Linked DNA regions of Mus musculus: regions 1, 3, 4 and 5 are each linked to region 2. The links are chromatin contacts, called in public HiChIP or PLAC-seq and promoter capture Hi-C maps. All regions are on one chromosome and are shown on one strand. The core of a region is the stretch at or near the end of the contact, and the rest is flanking DNA. Distances in the headings are between cores, read along the strand shown.

Region 1 (2,700 bases), core at 64-2,563, 620 kb after region 2:
AGAGGGTTCAGGTGAAGATCGATACAACATTTTAAAAGTATTTTAAACTAAATTCTATGCCTTTTTTAAAAAAACAGGGCAGGAACAGGTTTTCTTGCATAACTTTTCTTATCGATACAGTTCTTGAGAAATAAATCTGTAAACAAGAAGTTTAAACACACCCACACAACAGAGTACAGATTGCCCTAAAGGGATTGCTGGAGAGAACGGGGATGAACTATTTAAACTGATAACCTATTTGTAAAACATTCCTTACAGAGGTCATATGTTTAGCGGGGGCCCGACCCCACCTCTTTTTTGCCCTCCCACAAGTTGTCTCCGGATCCCCGGAATCCACTCCCACCCCCACCGCGCTGTGATTTGATACCTTGATTGAACTCCAATCACCTGGCAGAACATGAAAGCTCGCTTTCCTCCTGTTTTGCCTAAGACTCTGGTTTTAAGACAAACAAAATACACTGGATTTCCTCTGGTAGAACACAAGACAATTTAAAAGTAGCATTTTGCAGAGTGAGTGCCAGTATGCAAGCTATGTTTACAATTCAATGTGTCACTTTTACAAGTGAAAAGTGAACAGATCACCCTAGTTGGGGGGGGGGGCGCAAAGACTTCGCGGAAATTCGAGCTAAGTCCTCTATTGAGTAATCAATACGGCGACCCTCAACGTGGGCTTTCCCTTAGAGTTTGTAAGAACCCGCAGGCTGCAGGGAGTAAAACCCGCATGAGGACCTGGGGAACTGCACTAATTCCCTTTCTCCCATATTTTCTGCCCTGACTGCTTAGTGGGAATGGACCCCGGCAAGTCGCCCAGCCGGAAGCCTGAGGCTGCCAGGTCCAGAGCCAGAATCCAGCGCTTGGTGGGCGGCTTTCCACCGAGGATGCAAACTTGACAGTTGTCCTTTATCCACAATAAACCCACCGCCTCGGTCACTTTCAAGGTGACAGCAACTGCAGCCCGCTGTCCTGCAGGAGCCCCGCGGGTCCCACGTGAGCTCAGCCTCCCCACTCCTCCTACTTTGAAACCCACTAGGACACCCGCCCCCCTCCCCGGAAAGCCAGTCCGGTCACCGTGAGTGCGTTGCAGTCGCCGCTCCCCAGCTCCTCGTTCTCCGGAGGTCCCCACCGCGGCCGGGATGGGCGACGGAATGGGATCCACTCCGCGCTTGCCCGCAGAGCCGGGGAGCCAGCCCTGGGGGGAGCCACGGCGTTCTGCACCCTCGGCGGGTCCTGCCTTGGAGACGTCTGTACCTGGGGCTTGCAGATCGACCCCAACCCGCACCAGCACCCTGGCGGCCAGGCGGGAACCGGGAACCCGGAGCCCGGGCGTCCCAGCCTCCCCGCCCCGGGCCGCCAGGGGGAGGAGCGAAGGCGGAGGATCCTGGGCTGGGTGGCCTCGCCCCTCGCCCGCGGCGGCTCCTAGAGCCCAGACAAAGGCCAGGTTGCGGGGGGGAGAGGGGGGCAGAAGGGGCAGTGCCCCCCAAAAAAACTAACCTGAGAGACGAGCAGGGGTTCCTTGAGGCACGATGACTCCCGCGGAGCTCCACTACGGTCGCCAGCCGGGTCGGGCTCCCTGGCTAAACGTCAACATAAGCCACAAGCCCCGGGCGTACGTCCTGGATCGCGCTGCACCTGTTGCCACGTGTGTCGCAAAGCCACCGCTGCTGACTGCGCGCTTGGCTGGCTGTCCCGCGCGACCCCAAACCATTCACGTCCTGGTGGGAAAGCTAAGCTCTGCCAAGCCCAACTTTGGGGCCCCAGGACCGTCGGACAGGCTAGCTAGCCAGAGGGAGGATTGGCTCCTCCTGGGTCCCCTCGCAGCCAGAATTCCCTGTCCCGCGAAGGGCTTTGGAGTTGGGAGGTGGGGAAGTTGCAGGCTTATCAGCGTAAGGGTTTATAAGGAAGCAGCACTGATTGTTCTCGGAGAGTCCCACCTGCGCCCTATATTGTCTTCAGACTTCCGAGCAGATTACTAGCGAGCACCTATTAAAGATTAAAGAAACCAGCACTCCGACTGTTAGAAGTTCAGATGGGGGTGGGGTTGGGGTAGTGGGAGAAGCTAGGAAGAGAAGCTAGGTCTGGCCACTTGAAAGCCAAAGTCCTTGTTCTTGAATCAAACTGAGGAAATTTCAGCCTCCACTAAGCATATTTTAATATAAGGTTTTTTCCCTAAAGATTGATAGCCTGCTTGTAACAGATAAAAACATTCCTGAACATGTCAGACAACCCAGAACTCTAAGTTTAATGTATGCATGTGTGTATACATATATAAAACTACGTGGCCTGGGATTGCTGAAAAAGCATTTTCAGTACATTTCTTGGAGCGCAGAGGCGGGGGACGGGGGTGGGGGTGAGGGAGCAGAAGCAGCATTTCAGAGGTTGCCTATACCACGAATGCTGGATGATCTAATAGCTTTGCTGTTTATAGCTTTAAGTGCTTTCACGTGAACAATGATCCATTCTTCGCTCACAAGTAGACCCTGCTGTAAATAGGTTAGATTATTATCTCTATTATTTGAGTGAGGCAACCGAAGCTCAGAAAAGCCAAGTGACTTGCACATGGTCACACTGTGAGGGCAGCCAAGGCAGGCACAAACCCAGCCGAGCAGGCCCGACTCCCCCTTTTTTTCCCTCCATATTCCAGTAGATAACACCTCTTGCTTATCTTTGAAATCCCTGTCGTAATATCAACTCTGTCTGACG
Region 2 (2,700 bases), core at 191-2,690:
ATAACAAAATCAAGTTTTAGACAGTTCCTTTTCTCAAGGTATACAGCTAATATTTAGAGGATAAAAGCACCACACCGCCGATTTCCCAACTGAATATAAATTTCACTAATTAAGATTTGCTCCGAGTTCAATTCACTCCACACAAAACTTTGAACCATTTCAAGCCAAAAAAAAAAAAAAAAATCAACAAAATCAAACGTTTCATAACAGAATGCTTGCTTTTATTCTTCTAACAAAACATTTAAAAATCTTACTCATTCAAAGCAGAGCAGAGGAAACATTTTTCTTAAAAATGTTTTGAAAAGCCATTAGGCAATCTCAGAAACAAATATAGCGGGAGGGAGAAAGAAAGAAAGAAAGAAAGAAAGCAAGCAAGCAGGTAGGCAGGCAGGCAATGAAATGTGTACATTTAAAAATTTCTAATTTCAAAAACTGGCAACCCAAGAGAGACCTCACGTCTCTGCCATCCACACAAGGTTCACGGTATACAATGGTAAGATAATTAATCAGACGGACAGGGACCAAACACACAATAACCCCCGACAAAACCAGCGAGTTAAAAGAGGGTGGCCTGGTGTCCCAAACTCCTAAATGTACGCTGGAGAAAACAAAAGGTGATGCAGGGCACGCCTTCTTTCTTCCTCCCCTCCGTCCTCACACCGGTCCCTACACGCGCTCTACCGACACACTGTACTTTAACCCTGCTTTCCTCCACCCGCTCTTCTCTACTGCGGTCTCAGGGGTCCCTCCAAGGGGCAGCCAAGGCCTTCTCATCCCTGAGGTCGCGCGTCCTCCGTGGGCGAGCAACGTGGAGAGAGCACGGCCGCCTTCATGTCAAGGATAAGTCGCTCGGCTGGCCGCCGGCCAGGAGCAGGGTGCCTATTCGCATGGCCTAGAGCCAGACCGACTACCCCCAAAAACCACTGCCGAGGACGAAAGCCACCGGGGCCCCAAGTAGGCCACCGCCCTCCACTCGCAATTTCCTTCCCACAACGAAGTCCCAGGTACAAAGCGGTGGCGTCATCACTGCGCGCCGCGCCCCTGACAGCCCCCACCCGCCCCCCGCCCGTTAGCACCGCCGTCCCCCCGGGCTCCCCGCCTCCGCCAGTTCCGTCCCACACAGCCACGCTTAGGCGGGCGCCATCGCGCGCGCCAATCTCGGGCTCCCCACTCCCAGCCCCTTTTCCCAAGGCGCCCCAGCACGCCCGGGCCCCCGCCGGATCTACTTGGGTCTCTGAGCTCGCGCTCCTCCTCCTCCTCCTCGCCATAGAGCTAGCACCCGGCGGCGGCGGTGGCGGTGGCGGTACCGGCGGCGGCGGCGGGAGCCCCATAGACGCCTCTCGCCCTGCGAAAGGGGGAAAGGGGAGCTGGAGCGGCGCTCGGCCCAGCGCGGCGACGTCGCTCCTCGCACGTCCCGCCGAGGGCGCGGCCTGATGACGCCGGGCGCCGGGTGGGCGGGGCCCTCCCTCAGGAGGCGGGGCGGGCAGGTGACGAACGCCCCGGCGTTGGAGCAGCTGAGCCGGCAAGGCGACCAGGCCTAGCTAACTGACCCCGGGGTGGTGGTGGCCCGGAGCACACCGGGGTTCCGTCCAGCCGACGAGTCGCCCTTCTCCAGCCGCCCGCAGTGGTAGCTCGGACCCCCGGGGCCAGGGACTCACGAGCGCGGCGTGTGGGAGACGGCGCGGCCCCTGGGCACCCCGTCCGGGCCGTGCTCGATCGCCCGGGAAGCACTGGGCTAAGCGAGGAGCAGCAGGCCAGAACCTTGTAGGGCCTCGGGCCCGGGGACCCGAGGAGGATGAGCTGGCTCTTTCCCCTGGCGAAGAGCGCGTCATCCTCCGCGGCTGGGTCCCCTGCCGGCCTCACCAGTCTCCAGCAGCAGAAGCAGCGGCTGATCGAGTCACTCCGGAACTCCCATTCCAGGTGACGACTGGTGGCTTCGGCCCAGGGTAAAGTAGGACGGGAGGGCGGGCTGCTTGCAAACACACCGTGTGCGAATCCGTAGGCCGCTCCATCAGCTGCCTCCTGTTGATGGGTCTTCCAGTGGGGTTAAGCGCTTGCTTCCCTAGTTTGTGTCCCTGGTGCCCCACCGCTGTTCAGCTCCTCTCTTGACTTGGCTCATCTCCACTGACAAACGGAGTCATCTCTCTTTAATCTGTATACAGCACCCCTAGCTCACACGCTAATTTTCCTTTTGATCTACCTGATTGTAGCATTGCCTTCGAATTGTTAACATGCTAAGAGACAGTTGGAAAGATAATTCCCAACAGTTTTATGAACTGAAAATTTAAACTGTTGCAACGTCAAAGAAAAGGGAAGCCAGTGTTTTTAGTTAACTCTGTCCTGGTGACAATCCTTTTGAGTCTGTAATTAAAGCTCACCCTGTTCCAATAACCTCTTTCTGTCTTGTAATTGTTAGAGTCTTTAGACTTCTCACTTTCTTCTATTTGGCTCCACACTTAGGACTTGCCAGACAACCATCTGCATTATCTGTTGTCTTTTGAGTTTGCTTGTTGTATTGTAGTCAAACTAGAAATACAGGAAATCAGATTATTTCGACTTTTTTTCTTAAATATAAAATTGTTTGCTGCAGTCTTTTTTTTAAATTAGATATGTCCGTGGCTGCTACAGGCTTTCAAATATTAGAGCTGCTTTGCGATATATGGATTTTACAATTAACTAACAGCTTCACAGCACATTTTA
Region 3 (2,700 bases), core at 83-2,582, 540 kb after region 2:
GAGATGTAGAAAGCCACACGACCCCAGGCCATGTTTATGAAATGGCACAGATGGAGCAGGTGTGTTCCTGCTCCCAGGGCAGACACCATGGCACCTGGCAGGGATGATCTATAAAGGAGTCCACGGACTGGGTAAACACAACTTGGGATGCCTGAGATATCCCCAAGAGCAACTATGAGTGTCGGAGCCACGGTAAATGCTGTGGGTATGACAACTTCCTCATAAACAGCAGGCACGTTTTATTTAGAGCCAGTGTTGCCTAGAATTCCATAGTGTAATACCCTTTAAATAAACCACACCGGCTAGACCTCTGGAAGGTGGTTCATAGCCTCAGTGGGTTTCCCCACTTGCTTTGAGGGTTTCCTAGAACACATCAGGGTGGGATTGGGGAGGCGCCTTCAATGTAAAGCCATGAAAAGCGATCAACAAGAAGTACTGTTAGCCTCGATAGCAGTAGCAGCAGGGGCAGCTACCATGTGAGAGCTAGGGATGAAAATAGTCTACACGGTCAAACCCATTCCCACACTGGGATTTATCTCCTGAACATTCCCGTGCAGCCAGACGAGAAACTCAAGCCCTGGAGAGGCTTAGCAAGTAGCCAGAGGTCAGGACGGAAATAGAGAGGAGGAGAATCAAGATTTACACCAACGTCCGAGCCGCACAAGGTCACAGCTTCTTCATTGTCTTCGGAGGTAACAGAATTTCTTTACAATAACTGTTAAACTAAAATAATGATGGAAATTTTCAAATATTATTTCATACACTCCCCCCTCACCCACTCCCGAAAAAAAAAAAAAACCCCTCAATCAGGGGCTGGAGAGATGGCTCACAGATTAAACGCATTACTGGGGAACAGGGTTCAGTTCCCAGAACCTACATGGGAGCTCACAACTAACTTCAGATCCAGGGGATGTGACACTGTTCTTTGGCCTTCCAGGGTACTGAATGCATGTGGTACACTGGCAGACATTCAGGCAAAACACACATTAAAAAAAATAGTCTTTACAACATTAAATAAAATACATAAAATATCTTAAAAATCAATCAATCAATCAATCAATCAATCAATCAATCAGCGATTGGCCAGCATATGGCCAGTGCTTCTATATTGTGGATCATATCAGAAACTAGTATGAAGCTTTTTGAAAATAATATGATTATCCAAGCAACTATACAACGCATGTGCGCTCCACTCTGAAGTAGCCGTCACAAGAAAACTTCGCAAACGTTGACAGAAATGATTGCAAAACAACTCATAATGCAATCACTGTGAATGTGACAGAGAACCAACTCGAATAGCCAAGAGGCTCAATGCTATCACACTTACACTGGGTGACCCATTAAAGCTGATCACTCCACGGCATGTAACAAAAAGGAATGTCAATAGTTCCAAGCAGGGTTGCTTCAAAAGCCACACAGGGGAAGTTTTCCTCAGTAGGCTCAAACTAATTCCAGGCCCACCTTGAGTTGTGAAACTAACTGACATGCGTACAGCCGGGTAGGAACCCACAGCTCATGGTTGAATTCTGTGCTGACAATGTGAGATCCTGTATAACAGAGACTTTACACGCTGTAACGTGGCCTTTCTTTTTTCTGGCTTTCTGCTGTGATGTGCAATGGGAGCCATGTGACTTATACTAGCACTGTAATAAAAAATGAGAACCTGTAGGCAGTGCATGGCTGGCTGCATACAGTCCTGCGTGTCATACAGAGAAACGTCAATGAATACATTTTACAAGATCTTTAGATCCCCCAAAGGAAGTATTAGACAGTGTAGTTGAATGGCTTTAAGTTATAGGCTGTCTTAGAAATGTCCGACCAAGAATGTGTATGGGGGAAGTCAGAAACATAGAACTAACTGTTGAGTTAGTACAAGAAGTTAAAAGTTATACCTTAAGACCATTTTACAATTAAAGATGATCTGATTTAAAATAACACATTTGGAGAAGTATCCAGTTTTATTTCACATGAACCATATTTTAAAAATCAGTTTAAGTTAATTTGATCTGTATAACAAGATGTCATCCTCTGTGTTAGATGGCTCAACAAATCATGCTGCCCAAATGCCCATGTCATAGCAGCTAGTTACACCTTAAATCCTGAATTTCGACTTAGAACTATACCAGCAAAAGTAATTACAAATAAATTTCAGTATGTTTAATCATTACTTTTCAAATAAAAATATTTTAATATATTCATAAAGTGGCCACTTACCTGAATTAAAAGCTGTAAACAGACTCTTCCTTGAAGGACCTAGAATGGGACAGAAATATAAACACACACTTTATTGGAAATGCTAGGCAAATCTCTAGTTATCTTGTAAATAGCAGTGATTTCATTTTCTAAAAGCCCTCCTTTAACCTCTAAATTTTAGGTTACAGCTATCCACTGAGAAAATTCCAACATATAAACAACTTGATCAAGTACACTTTTTCAAATATAGACAATATAGTATCTAATTCGTAGTAAGACTGGTAAGAATTAATCATCAAAACACAGCATCAATTTTAAAAAGACAAAGCGTGGTATATTTTGTAGTCGAGGGCAATTAAAGCTCATTTTAAATTTTAATTAATTTATTTATTGTTTATTCTAGTGTCTGAATCCAGGGCCCACAGATTGGGGAGAAAACTCCACCATTGAACTATACTCCAGCCAAAAGGAGGCCCATCTCTTAGCTTGTGCTTTCACTCTTCTTCT
Region 4 (2,700 bases), core at 138-2,637, 840 kb after region 2:
GGGCCAGAGTTGCAGGTCTGAGATGCTATGTCTGGTTACAGGAGCTTCTTCTAGCTGGTCACTTAGGATCAACCTTAACAGAGCCTTGAGTGTACTATGGTGGATTTGAAATGTTACAGGCCCAGTCCTCAGTGAACTGATGTTCAGAGGTAAGGCTTTAGGGAGTGATTAGATTAATCTACTGATGGGTTAATAAGCTGAGAGATTATTGGGAGATAATGCCAACTTAGGAGCTGGGTCCCGTATGAAGGAAGCAGGGTCCTGGATGGATACCCTCGGATGTATACCCTCGGAGGCTACACTGTCTTTACTGCACTCCTCTCTCGACGAGGTAAACAGCCTCCTCTGATACCTGCTCCAACCAACACGATGCTCTGAGGCCTTATTAGCCTTAGAAACAGAAGAGCCAGCTGACCATGGACTGAAACCTATGAACTGTAAGCCAGAATAAACATTTCTTCATCCAAAAACAGGGTGGCTTCATCCTTTTTCCAGGGGCTAAAACTTGATGCTCAGAAAAGCTGACTAATTCTGGTCACATCAACAGCGAGACCTAGATTCAGATGACGATCTCTATTAGAAAGCCATCATGTTTTCATAAAGGCCGAGATGGCAGACTTCAGCAATAAATGAAAATAAGGATCTGCGCCCTCAAGCATGGTCCAAATTCCTGTCCACTGCGTGCAACTCTTGCGATACGCCTCCTAAGTGACTGAGACGCCCCAGGTGCCTGCCTTTCTAACACTAAGGAATCCCGTCATCCTCACCCACGGCTCTCCTCTGCGCATGAGGGGCGTTTACTTTTCATCAAGGTAATTCTATCATCTACTCTTCTAAGGTAGTAAAAGTAGGTCAAGTTGCTTACTTACCCAAGAAATATTCCAAAATCCATGTTTCTCCCATGTAGTAAATGACCTTTTAAGAAGAAAGTGAGAGAGACATGAATCCACAGTTAAAATACAATGGATTCTTAATACATGGACATAGGCAGCTGTGAATATTCACATTCAAAACTGTTTTACCAAGCAATGTATAATAATTAAGAACCCTGGCTGCCAGGAAAAAGCCTTAACAAGTTCAAACTGGTGTTACAAGCACACGTTAGATATCACAGTATCTAAAATCTGACTCAGATATGGAAACAAATCAATGGTTATTCCTTGAACAACTGCAAAGCAATTCTGCCAGGACATAACCTCATAATACGACTTACCCAGTTCCTTGATTGCCACCTACAAATGGACATCTCAAGTCTTAGGTGTAAGTCAATAGCCAGGGTCATGTGTCTTGGTGTCCAGCCAGGAAAATCTAGGAAAGTGAAGCTCTCACACACAGTGCTTGCTGACTAAGAAACTATGAGAGTGTTTGTTCTGGGACTCCAGAAAAACCTCTGTCACTGCCTGAGGTGGCTTGGATGAGAATGGCCTCCACAGGCCCAAGTATTTGGATGCTTAGTCATCAGGGAGTGGCACTATTTGAGAAGTATTAGGTGTGGCCTTGTTGGCGGAAGTGTGTCATTGGGGATGGGCTTTGAGTTTTCAAAAAGCCCGCACCAAGGCCAGGTTCCTGTTCTCCCCCCTCCCTTCGGCCTAGAGATCAGTGAGGCTCTCAGGGGTTTGTTTCTCCAGCACCATGGCTTCCTGCCTGCTGCTAAGCATGATGATGATAATGGACTAAGCCTCTGAAAGCAGAAACAAGTCCCAATTAAATATTTATTTCATAAGAGCTATCTTGGCCATGGTCTTTTCACAGATTGAATAGTGACCAAGACACTGCCTCAGCGCGGGTAGCAGAGGCCCCTGGTGAACACTTCCTTCTACTCAGTTATACAGGTGGGGATAAAGGGACTATGCAGATATGCAGAAAACACAAAAGTTTCTGAGGGGCTGGAGGCATGCCTCGGTGGTTAAGGGCACGTGCTGCTCTTAGTGACAGCACAGGTTTAGTTCCCAGCAGGCACTTGGCAGTTTGTAAGTGTCTGTAGCTGCAGTTGGGAGGGATCAGATGCCCTCTGCAGCCTCCTGGAGTGCCAGACATGCGCATGGTACACAGTCAACACATTAAAGCAAACACTCAGACACTTAACATGATCTCTTTTACAAAGAATGCTTCTGGTCTAGAACACTTCTTCCACATTTTCCACGTCTCATTTAAAGTTTAATAAGCATTATAGTAATCTTAAAATAAGACTAATTTTCAATGCACTTATAAGAATTTACCAGGATATACTAAATGATATATAACAGACACACAATTGAAATAGCAAGCCTACTTAGCACATGTTCTAACTTATTCTAAAAAGTACATTGTATGATGTTCTCTGCAGATTACCTTTCTCATCTTCAGTTATGATTGATGTACACATGGTAAACAATTCATAGAAAATGTTGAATGAAATAATCTCTCCTGTGGGGGAGAAAAACCAGGGAAAGGTTTTGCTGATGTTAACAACCATGACATTAAAGGAAAACGCCATTCACCTTTGAATCTGAAGGTGTGCGGCATGCTTCTGTCTTGTTAAATGCTAACATTCTGTGCTTAGCCTGCATTTTGACCTCAGCCTAGCTTATTCTCAGTTTATTTATGTTTTGATGAATCTCAGTATTATCATGAACTATTAATCTATTTTTCTCTAGAGTTATTTATATTTGGTAATTACTTGTGATAACTCTTTATATAAGACTTTCTTCTCATGTAGAT
Region 5 (2,700 bases), core at 169-2,668, 860 kb after region 2:
CCCAACCAAGTTTGGTAAATCAATTCTTTATCTACACTAGAGCAAACGTTTTGCTCTTCCTTCAATCTTTTGTACATACTATGTGGGTTTTGGTCACTGAAATTACTCTGTATACCATTCTGCATTCTACTTTGTGTTGTGTGGTGTTTTTCAGACAAGGTTTCTCTGTGTCCATTGTTGTCCTAGAACATTCGCCTACCTCTATCTCCCAAGTGCTGGGATTTAAAGGCGTGTGCCACCCTCTGCCCTGATGTGCATTCTACTTTTATCTACTAAGTATCTATTCTAGTGGCTGGCTAATTTTCTCTCTCTCTCTCTCTCTCTCAAATTCAAAAAAGCATTTCTCCTTCTAGGAATAAAATTAAAAGAACTCCTGCTGCTCCCATTTCCAATGTCTTGCCTCTTTTCAAAATTCTTGTCATCTGGCACAGGTAAGGTGCATCCAGGTTCCTAGTTATCAAATCTGGCAACAAAACAGTCTTCAATTCTATAGCCTTTATAGAATCGATCTATGAAATGTCGCTGTCGGGCTTTGACCTAGAGGCTGAACTTAGAAATGTTTCTGGGAACAACGATGTGACCTCTGGCTACATTTTTCACTCCAGGGCTATACTTCCTCTTCTAGTAAATACAAGAATCATGTTAGTTCCTCACAGTCTCTTGCGGATATATAAAGTCTGTGGCATTGTGACTTGGTCGAGCAGCACCACGGTACAGACAGACATTCCATGCCTGGGCGTGAAGGCCACAGCCAGTACAGCCTTCTTAGGGGGGCGGGGTGGGGGTGGGTTCCCATCATCTGGGCTAAGACTGCATGTGACCCATAGCTTCCTGCGATGGTTTCTTCAGGAAAAAGCACTAGGTAACCAGGCAGAAAATACTACGGCCACCAGTCAATCGTTAGCTTTTTCTCTGGAGAGTTCCGCCTACAGTAGCTGGTAATCTCAAATATAAGATTGGAGAATGCGTGAATCCTACACAGTTGTTCTTGAAAGTTAGAACTTCCCTAAAATGTGTACTCGGTCCATACAGCAGCAAAGCCACTTAGCCCGGGGTTCACAAGCCACATTTGCACCCATACTCCGCGGGACCGAACCAGAGTTCCCCCGACGCCTCACGGAAGATACAGACCGCGAGCAGGTGTCCCTCACCCGCCCCGCCACAGCTGCGCCCACCTCCCCCTGAGCCCGCGCCTGCACCCCCATCTGTGCCTCGGCTGGAGCTCACCCACCGGCGGCACATCCTGTGCCTGGGCGCAGGTGACTGCCGCGGCTAGGACCCAGGTGAGAAGACTTTGGCCCCGCATCTTCCCAGCTGCAAGCGCCGCTCCGAGGGACTCTAGCAGCAGCTGCAGCAGGGACCACCTCCACCAGCAGCAGGCCGCACCCCAACGCGTGATCAGCGACCCTGGGCCACACCATGCACGGCAGGGGACACGCCAGAGATAGAGGCGCCGGGCCGAGTCCCTAGAGCGGAGTCCGCGCACAGGGCCGAGAGGGGCTGCGCCCCCAGCACGCCACGCAGTGGTTTCGTCCAGCCTTAGCCGCACCCCGGGGCGGGACTTCCAGTTTTCCTCTGGCCTTCACTCGTTTGGAGCGCGGGGGCCGGGGCAAGACGCTGGTGCTGGAGGATTTCTGAGGGCGGACGCCGACTGACTCGGGAGAGGTTGGCTCCTAGGCGTCGCGGTTCCTGAGCCCACCAAAGGGACAGAGTTTCAGAGCATAGCGTCAGACCTAGTTTGCCTTCTGGGGAAGGCTGGCTCCAAGTGAGTCACTCAATCCATCCATCCTGCCCGAGGGATCACAACCAGAGAGGACAAGTGTCAGGGTCAGAAGTTTCATCTCTCGGGTACTCTAGGTACTTAAGGCACTGCTAAATCCTAGGATTTAGATTTTAGTTTCTTGCTGTTATGTCCGGGGTTGGAGAGGTTGAAGGGGTGGGACCTTCATCGATGTATTTGTCGCCGCGTTACTCAACTCCTGTTTTCCTTTAGCTCGTGAGAAGCCAGTTGGTCCAGCGGACCTAAACCTAGGACAGGTACTTGGTACTTCATAGTCTACTTTGAAAAGCAGATAAAAGTGAAATACTTGCTTGGCTTTTACCTTGGACAAGGCTCTCCATAATAGGATGAGTTATCTAGAATCCAACAGGAAAAAAATGCCTCTAGATTTACATTTTCTGCTTCGACGACAGGCATCTCAAGAAGTTTGGAGGCTTTTAAAAAAATGCTTCTATAAAACTCACTCAGGACCATTAAAATCCTATTTTAATTCTCACCCCCGACTCCTGTGCTGGGGATCCGAGTATTTTTCCTTTTTGGTGTAAAAAACACCTAAATTTGGAGGCAAATGATAAATAAGTTGGCTTTTGTTTGTTTGTTTTTTGTTTGTTTGTTTTTGAGGAAGTTTAGATGTTGATACACAACACAGGATTAAGAAACACTTAGAGGGCCGGGCGGTGGTGGCGCGTGCCTTTAATCTCAGCACTTGGGAGGCAGAGACAGGCGGATTTCTGAGTTCAAGGCCAGCCTGGTCTACAAATTGAGTTCCAGGACAGCCAAGACTATACAGAGAAACCCTGTCTCAAAAAAAAAAAAAAAACAACAACAACAACAACAAAACAAAACAAAAAAAAACAAACAAACAAAAAAAGAAATCTTACTTAGGTAAGCAAGATTGGAAAATACTTACTTTTTGAAGG

Evidence for each region. Promoter capture Hi-C pulls out the DNA fragments that hold promoters and counts their contacts. HiChIP or PLAC-seq counts read pairs in DNA pulled down with a chosen protein or histone mark.
Region 1: a contact with region 2 is called in an H3K4me3 HiChIP or PLAC-seq map of embryonic stem cells, with 9 read pairs. The contact joins the promoter of Mtus1 here to the promoter of Cnot7 in region 2. A contact is called at or near these places in 9 of 39 promoter capture datasets (the 3T3-L1 cell line, 3T3-L1-derived adipocytes, cranial neural crest and 5 more), 2 of 484 Hi-C or Micro-C datasets (embryonic stem cells and uterus), 4 of 115 datasets of contacts at active chromatin or transcription factors (bone marrow-derived macrophages, embryonic stem cells and pancreatic cancer cells) and 1 of 9 other capture datasets (adipose tissue).
Region 3: a contact with region 2 is called in a promoter capture Hi-C map of neutrophils. The contact joins the enhancer-like site here to the promoter of Cnot7 in region 2. A contact is called at or near these places in 20 of 39 promoter capture datasets (the 3T3-L1 cell line, 3T3-L1-derived adipocytes, the C10 cell line and 12 more), 12 of 484 Hi-C or Micro-C datasets (CD4 T cells, cardiomyocytes, cerebral cortex and 9 more), 10 of 115 datasets of contacts at active chromatin or transcription factors (astrocytes, bone marrow-derived macrophages, embryonic forebrain and 5 more) and 4 of 9 other capture datasets (adipose tissue, liver, macrophages and 1 more).
Region 4: an HNF4G HiChIP or PLAC-seq map of pancreatic cancer cells shows a contact between it and region 2. The contact joins the enhancer-like site here to the promoter of Cnot7 in region 2. A contact is called at or near these places in 16 of 39 promoter capture datasets (the 3T3-L1 cell line, 3T3-L1-derived adipocytes, the HPC-7 cell line and 12 more), 4 of 115 datasets of contacts at active chromatin or transcription factors (bone marrow-derived macrophages, extraembryonic endoderm stem cells, pancreatic cancer cells and 1 more) and 2 of 9 other capture datasets (adipose tissue and liver).
Region 5: a promoter capture Hi-C map of pre-B cells shows a contact between it and region 2. The contact joins the promoter of Asah1 here to the promoter of Cnot7 in region 2. A contact is called at or near these places in 16 of 39 promoter capture datasets (the 3T3-L1 cell line, 3T3-L1-derived adipocytes, the C10 cell line and 10 more), 10 of 115 datasets of contacts at active chromatin or transcription factors (DN3 thymocytes, astrocytes, bone marrow-derived macrophages and 7 more) and 2 of 9 other capture datasets (adipose tissue and liver).

Annotation. Positions count from the first base shown.
Region 1 is chr8:41,132,413-41,135,112 of GRCm38.p6, forward strand. It overlaps Mtus1 (mitochondrial tumor suppressor 1), which reads right to left and starts at 1,314. Exons shown (of 14, transcript NM_001005863.2): 1 at 1,069-1,314.
Region 2 is chr8:40,510,314-40,513,013 of GRCm38.p6, forward strand. It overlaps Cnot7 (CCR4-NOT transcription complex, subunit 7), which reads right to left and starts at 1,441. Exons shown (of 7, transcript NM_011135.5): 1 at 1,227-1,441. Vps37a (vacuolar protein sorting 37A) reads left to right here and starts at 1,470. Exons shown (of 12, transcript NM_033560.3): 1 at 1,470-1,920. The coding sequence starts at 1,796.
Region 3 is chr8:41,045,834-41,048,533 of GRCm38.p6, forward strand. It overlaps Mtus1 (mitochondrial tumor suppressor 1), which reads right to left. Exons shown (of 14, transcript NM_001005863.2): 5 at 2,215-2,253. Among named protein-coding and RNA genes, the nearest start is that of Gm16193, 5.8 kb to the right of the region's middle. Within about 2 kb of position 1,333, at least 26 of the 459 cell types and tissues checked have an H3K27ac peak or open chromatin away from gene starts, as enhancers often do. A contact at or near this core is called in bone marrow-derived macrophages, granulocyte-monocyte progenitors, hematopoietic stem and progenitor cells and 3 more, where this site is marked.
Region 4 is chr8:41,347,219-41,349,918 of GRCm38.p6, forward strand. Asah1 (N-acylsphingosine amidohydrolase 1) reads right to left here. Exons shown (of 14, transcript NM_019734.3): 6 at 2,332-2,406; 7 at 870-915. Among named protein-coding and RNA genes, the nearest start is that of Asah1, 26 kb to the right of the region's middle. Within about 2 kb of position 1,388, at least 56 of the 459 cell types and tissues checked have an H3K27ac peak or open chromatin away from gene starts, as enhancers often do. A contact at or near this core is called in embryonic stem cells, extraembryonic endoderm stem cells, pancreatic cancer cells and 2 more, where this site is marked.
Region 5 is chr8:41,373,279-41,375,978 of GRCm38.p6, forward strand. Asah1 (N-acylsphingosine amidohydrolase 1) reads right to left here and starts at 1,419. Exons shown (of 14, transcript NM_019734.3): 1 at 1,232-1,419. The coding sequence starts at 1,306.